Linked DNA regions of Mus musculus: region 2 is linked to region 1. Evidence: chromatin contacts called from public Hi-C data. All regions are on one chromosome and are shown on one strand. The core of a region is the stretch at or near the end of the contact, and the rest is flanking DNA. Distances in the headings are between cores, read along the strand shown. Region 1 holds the start of Ccnt2 (cyclin T2). Region 2 holds the start of Odr4 (odr4 GPCR localization factor homolog).

Region 1 (2,993 bases), core at 247-2,746:
ATTTTTAGATAGGGTCATTTTCTTTACAGCTGTTTATTGTGCATGAGTGTGCACACGCATGTGTGCCACTGAGCACGTGTGAAGGTTAGAGGACAATTTGTAGCATTTGGGTCTTTCCCTCTACCATATAGGTGGGGAGTGAACTCAAGTTGTCCGGCTTGGCAGCGTTGCCTTTAGCTGGTCGGCCATTTCAACAGCCCTCGTTGGCTTTTTAAAAGCCAGTTTTCGATAACTGACTGCAGTCTTCAGAAAATACTTAAAAACTAAAGTGTAATTTGGTCATATACAATAGGCATTAACTCAGAGGCAGATAACATGTAAACAAATGAGTGGTGCTTCCTTACAAAAAGATGGAAATAAATCATCAGTTATAAGAGACCTTACTTTATAAAATCCTAAACAATTTTTTTCTTAGCTTCTCTTGCACTCATTTGTTAGACTGTTGGCCTAGTATGCCTAAGGCCCTCTGCTCCAGCACTTCAACCAAGATGCGGCACACCAGCCTATAATCCCTGCACTTTGTTTCTGGACAACCTGAGTTACAGCGTTCTGCTTCTCCCCAACCATCCCCCAATCTCAACCCGCAGAAACCACACAGACCTTCAAAACCATACACCCCATCTGGATGGAAGGCCTAGAGAGTCATGACCTCCAATTATTAACTTCATATTGTTTGACAGGTAACTTAATAAGAAAGATATCTGCAGAGTGATGCCACTGGCCTTGTAATCCCAGCACTTCCGAGGGGGAAGCAAGAGGACAGTAAATCCAAGGTCATTCTTGGCTACAAGAGTGAACACAAAGCCAGTCTGGGACACATGGCACATCGTTTTAAAACAACCCATACCCCTTGAGTGGCTTTAGGTTTAAAGTAACGTTTTAAAGGCGCATGCTCCCCAACATCTACTAGCGATTTAAAAAACAAAACCAAAAAACCCAGAAGACACTGTTAGTTCACTGCTAGAATTAGCGTTCTTTCCTAGCTAACTCCTCCGGAGGGTAGCCATTCGTGGACACAGGAGTCAACAAAGCTAAGAAAATACACCCACCAACATGTAAGAAAATGGAAGCTACAGCACGAAGCCGAGACTAGAAAAGCCTTTTCTGACTTTAACGCACCCGCAAACTCACAGACCACAAAATAAACCGTTTAGTTGAAAGCTAACGTCCAAGCCCTATTAGGCAGCCTCAGGACCTCTTCCCTGTTCGCCCCGCCCCTTCCCCTTAGCCCCTCCCAGATCCAGCATGCACCGCGTCGACCTTTTCTTTCCGAGTGACCCCCACTTTACGGCGTCTCCCAATGACAAGAGGCGCAGAGCATTGTGGTCCCGCGGGTCCGAGAGAGAGAAAGGGGAGGGAGGCCGGAAAGAGAAAGCAAAAGACCAGCGCGAGCCGGCAGGGCGGGTCCCTGCGCGTGCGCGTGGGTAGCAGCAGGCCCGGAAAAGGCGTGGCCCACCCTACGGAGAGCACATTGGGGCGGGGCCTCGACACATTGGCGCGGAGTCCCGGAGGCAGGCGGGGAGGGGGCGGGCTCAGGGCGCGGGCGGAGGAGGAAGTGTCATGGCGTCGGGCCGTGGAGCTTCTTCTCGCTGGTTCTTTACTCGGGAACAGCTGGAGAACACGCCGAGCCGCCGCTGCGGAGTGGAAGCGGATGAAGAGCTGTCGCATCGCCAGCAGGCGGCCAACCTCATCCAGGACATGGGGCAACGTCTCAATGTGTATCCTTTTTCTAGTTGCGGCCCTGCGTCCCACACGCCCTGGTCGCGCTCGCCGGGTGACCGGGCCTAGTGTCCCGGGAACATGGCGCCGCTCCCTTTGCCGTCTTTTGATCTCGGGAAAGACACAGAGAAAGCTAGGGCCCGAGCTGCCGTGGCGAGCCGGAGAAAGAGGAGATGTGCCGGGGAAGGCGGGCCGGGAGCCCGCGTTGTATAACCTGTGTTTGGGAGCGCGTGATGCGGGAGGGAATAGCAGTGCTTCCCTGGCGAGAGAGGAGGAATCCGGGATGAGCAAAGCCAAGGGGCGGCCCCTTCCACTTTCGGAAGTCAGAAAAGGCCTTGAGACGTAGAGAGGTCGCAGATGTTCCACGGAAAGTGTTTTCCGAGGCTTCCGTGCCGGCTCCAGGGCGGCTCTGTTGCGCCGGGGGAACGCACGTAGATGTTTCATGTTCTTTGGGTGTGTGGCGCGCGCCTTTCGACTACTTTATTTCTACTGTACTAAGCTGTAACCTAATTGCAAATAATTCCTGGGCTCTCCCTACGTAGCGTATTAGAATAATTTGGCATCCAGACTGATTTCTCTTCTCCCCGCAGACTTTCTGCATACTTTCAGGTTGAGGATTGGATTTGAGTAAATGGAAAGGGGATTTTTCCATTCAAATTGATTTAGTTTTTGGAAACATTTTGCTTAGATTATTTTCTAAACGTTGCATCCCAGCTCTCAGCTTACAATAAACACTGCGATTGTTTATATGCACAGGTTTTATATGCACCATTCCTTCACCAAATTCAACAGAAATGTAAGTACTGTTTTATTGTTTTAGACGCCGAATGTTAAAATGAGTAGATAATGCGAAAACAAGTTAGTTGATCGTTGTTTTTACTTATAAATTGAGCGTTCTACGTTTACTATAAATGTGAGTTATGCAATAAACGTTTTGCCTCGTGCAGAGGAGTGTGTGTGAGAGAGAATTTTATTAATTAAGCTGTAAAGCACAGTGTTAGCCTTTTGTTGTTGGATTTGTTGGGGAGGGGGGTGTTGTTTTGTTTTGAGACAGGGTCTCACTTGTAAGTCTGGCTGTCCTGGACCTAAATATGTAGACCAGGCTGGCCTTGAACTCAAAAGAGATATCTACTACCTCTGACTCCCCAGTGCTTGGGATTAAGTAATGTGCCACCAAGCCTGGCGGAGAAACAAACAAAATGTTTCTTAACTCAAAAAGCGATAGTGTTTTGCTCATGTAAAATTTGCAGTTGGGGTGATTTATATTAGAATAA
Region 2 (2,993 bases), core at 369-2,868, about 23 Mb after region 1:
TTTCTTATTTTAGATCTACTCCTTAGCTGCATTCTCTATGACAATTTATTGGTGAACTTCGATATTCTTGTTTCTAAAATATGGAAGCTGAATTTCTGATTAGTTCATTAAGAGGAGAGAGACTCAAATTTGTTTACCCAATAGTGACTGTAAAACGACTGTTTTCTACAAATTGTGCAAGGTGGGAAGGCACAAATGTGTGATTGCTGCTATGAGACAACTCCTAATAACAGCCACTTAGGTAACCAGTCTGCAATGACAATTATCTATATTGCTTCAATTCTACACGGGACATTTTTCTAAGGACTTCACATGTATTGATATTTAATACAAATTCCTGCACGGTAAGTACTATTATTGTCGTCTCCGTTTTATACATAAAGAAATCAAAAAGAAATGTTAAATAACTCCTCCAAATGACTAAAGTAGTGAGTGTGAAAGGTGGGATTTAAGTTCTCTCAATCTGTTTTGCTTGCGGTGGCAATGATACTCAGCCCTTCAATTGAATCATTGCAGGAACATCTCCTGTTCTCATCTCCTGTCCTCTTCTTCAGCTTGTGAATTCAGTTATGAATCTCCTACTAATTTAATCCCTCCCATCCCCTTCATTAAGACAGAGCCTGACTCCTAACACAGGCTGTCCTGGAATGATAACCCCCCCACCTCTTAATCCCTGTAGCTGACACCACAGGCATGTGCTCTCCTTATTTTCAATCAAAAGGCAACAAATTCTTCCAGAAAAGTACCCAGCCATGAAACGAAGTACACGCTGATATTGCTGAGTCGTGTTCGGGAAACAGACATAGTTCTGTTACTGTGGCAAAATGACAAGTGTCTCAATAAAACTGTCCTAAAAATGTTAAAATTAAAAACGTCAACATCAGACATTTGCCTGCAATGTCATCTTACTACATAAACAACAAAATTTGATTTTTTTTCTGTTTAAAATATTAACCAGACTACTTTAATTTCGCACTAAGTCATTCGGTACCTCACACCCACAAAAGCATGTAGGTACCAGGTTTGACACTAAGCTAATCTCCTCCGAACAGGGCTTGAGTGTGCACCAGTGACTGACTGTTCCATATGGTCCCTAAATCCTTTCTTTTCTCCCCGAAAAGGAAGCTGGTGGTGCCCGGGTGCACACATATTCCTTGGCCGACTAACTTGATCTCAGAATGTGCACATGTGGCAAATAAATCCCTGGAGCTTTCTGTCAGCGAGAGAACTCGAGTTAGGGTACAAGTAGCTACCTTCAAAGGCCAGGTGCCACTCAGGTCCCCACGTCCACAGCCAATGATCTCATCAGAAAGCGACAGCAGAGACACTTCCTACTCCAAACGCGGGTCGCGGCCCCAACGGGTGCAGACTGATGACGCAAGCCGTCCCGCACCCATCTCCGCAGCTCTTCTACCCAAGCGAGGGAGGCCTGCACCCCGCCCCTCTCGGGGCACCGTTAAGATCGTGGCGGTAGCCCAGAGCCTGTCGAGACACCCTGCCGTGACCCATGACCTCTGGTGGCTCGGCTTCTAGAAGTGGCCACAGAGGAGTACCCATGACATCCCGGGGTTTTGACGGTAAGGTCGTCTTGCTCCTCCGGGATAAGGACGAGGGTGGCTGCGTACTTATGTAGCGCCCCCGCGCGGGCACTCGTCACAGCCATAGGAGGCGAGCCGGGGGCGGGGAGAAAGAAGGAAGTGGGGCGAGAGGTGCGGCCTGAGCGCGCGTAAGCGGGTGAGAAATACACTACATTTCCCAAGAGTCTCTGGGGCTGGAAACCGGTGAAATCCCCAAAAAACTGGGGCCGAGGCTGCTGTGAACTCGCTTTCCCAGCGTGCCTAGCTCCCGGTGGCTGCGTGCGCAGAGAGGGCGCGGCGGCGCGGCTCTGGCTGCACCTAACGCGGGACTCTCTTTCCCAGGGTCCCGCCGCGGGAGTCTCAGGCGGGCAGGCGCGCGAGAGACCGCGAGCGAGGCGGCGGACGGGGCGGCTCCGGCGGCTGGGCTCCGCGCTTCTCCTTGCTCCTTGGCTTCTCCTTCAGCCGCTGCGGCTGTTGCCGCGATCCCGGCCGACATGGCGGCGGTGTTGCAGCAAGTGCTGGAGCGCCCGGAACTGAACAAACTGCCGAAGTCGACGCAGAACAAACTTGAGAAGTTCCTGGCCGAGCAGCAGTCCGAGATCGACTGCCTGAAGGGGCGGCACGAGAAATTTAAGGTGGAGAGTGGTAAGTGTGGAGACGCTCTTCGCGCTCCGGTCTGGAGCTGGGGCCCGACCTCCTTTGCACGCCTGCCCTCTTCTCCCTGGTGAGGTGTTCAGGTAGCAGCTTCTCAGGCTCCATGTGCAGCGGAGGCCTTCTCTCTTCTCCCCGCTGTGTGGTTTAGATCGGGGGGCGGGGGGATCCTCCCCGATCTAAATCCACCTTCGTTTACCTCGGTTTCCTTTTACTAAGCGTAGTCTTCTGTGGAAACTCCTCAATGGGCCCACCGACAGAAACTGGAGAATTTGGCCCAGTTTGCACCAGATTTTTAGGACTATGCAATCCTAATCTAATGTTGTTTTGCTGTACTTTAAATGACAGTTAAGCGCCCCCCCCCCAGTTTGTTTGTTTTTAAACTGGATTTATAAGCCTTTACCCATTTCCCCCCTTTAGTGCCTTGTTTTAGTGTGTATAGCACCCTGTGATCTAATAATGCAGTAGATGGTCGCGATGAGGAATTTGTATACAAAAGGACGGTACTAGAAAGAGCAATGAAATGCGATAAATGAATATATGGTGGTTCTCCCAGAGCGTTGAGACTTGATAGGAAATATATAATAAAAATATCTGCTTGTACGTTCTTGTCGTTGCTTTTGTATAAGGAAATTAGAGACATAGCTTAAATATTCTTGGGAGAAAGAAAACAGTTATTTAAAAAACAGAGCCGGGCGGTGGTGGCGGCGCACGCCTTTAATCCTAGCACTTGGGAGGCAGAGGCAGTCGTATTTCTGAGTTCAA

The links. A called contact is a pair of places that touch in the nucleus more often than the background predicts.
Region 2: a Hi-C map of uterus shows a contact between it and region 1, with 10 times the contacts expected there. The contact joins the promoter of Odr4 here to the promoter of Ccnt2 in region 1. A contact is called at or near these places in 1 of 484 Hi-C or Micro-C datasets (uterus) and 1 of 9 other capture datasets (liver).

The regions. Positions count from the first base shown.
Region 1 is chr1:127,772,668-127,775,660 of GRCm38.p6, forward strand. Ccnt2 (cyclin T2) reads left to right here and starts at 1,497. Exons shown (of 9, transcript NM_028399.1): 1 at 1,497-1,718; 2 at 2,434-2,515. The coding sequence starts at 1,561. It overlaps 2900009J06Rik (RIKEN cDNA 2900009J06 gene), which reads right to left and starts at 1,387. Exons shown (of 2, transcript NR_045298.1): 1 at 1,261-1,387.
Region 2 is chr1:150,391,437-150,394,429 of GRCm38.p6, forward strand. It overlaps Odr4 (odr4 GPCR localization factor homolog), which reads right to left and starts at 1,619. Exons shown (of 14, transcript NM_145511.2): 1 at 1,254-1,619. Tpr (translocated promoter region, nuclear basket protein) reads left to right here and starts at 1,402. Exons shown (of 52, transcript NM_133780.3): 1 at 1,402-1,577; 2 at 1,920-2,222. The coding sequence starts at 1,508.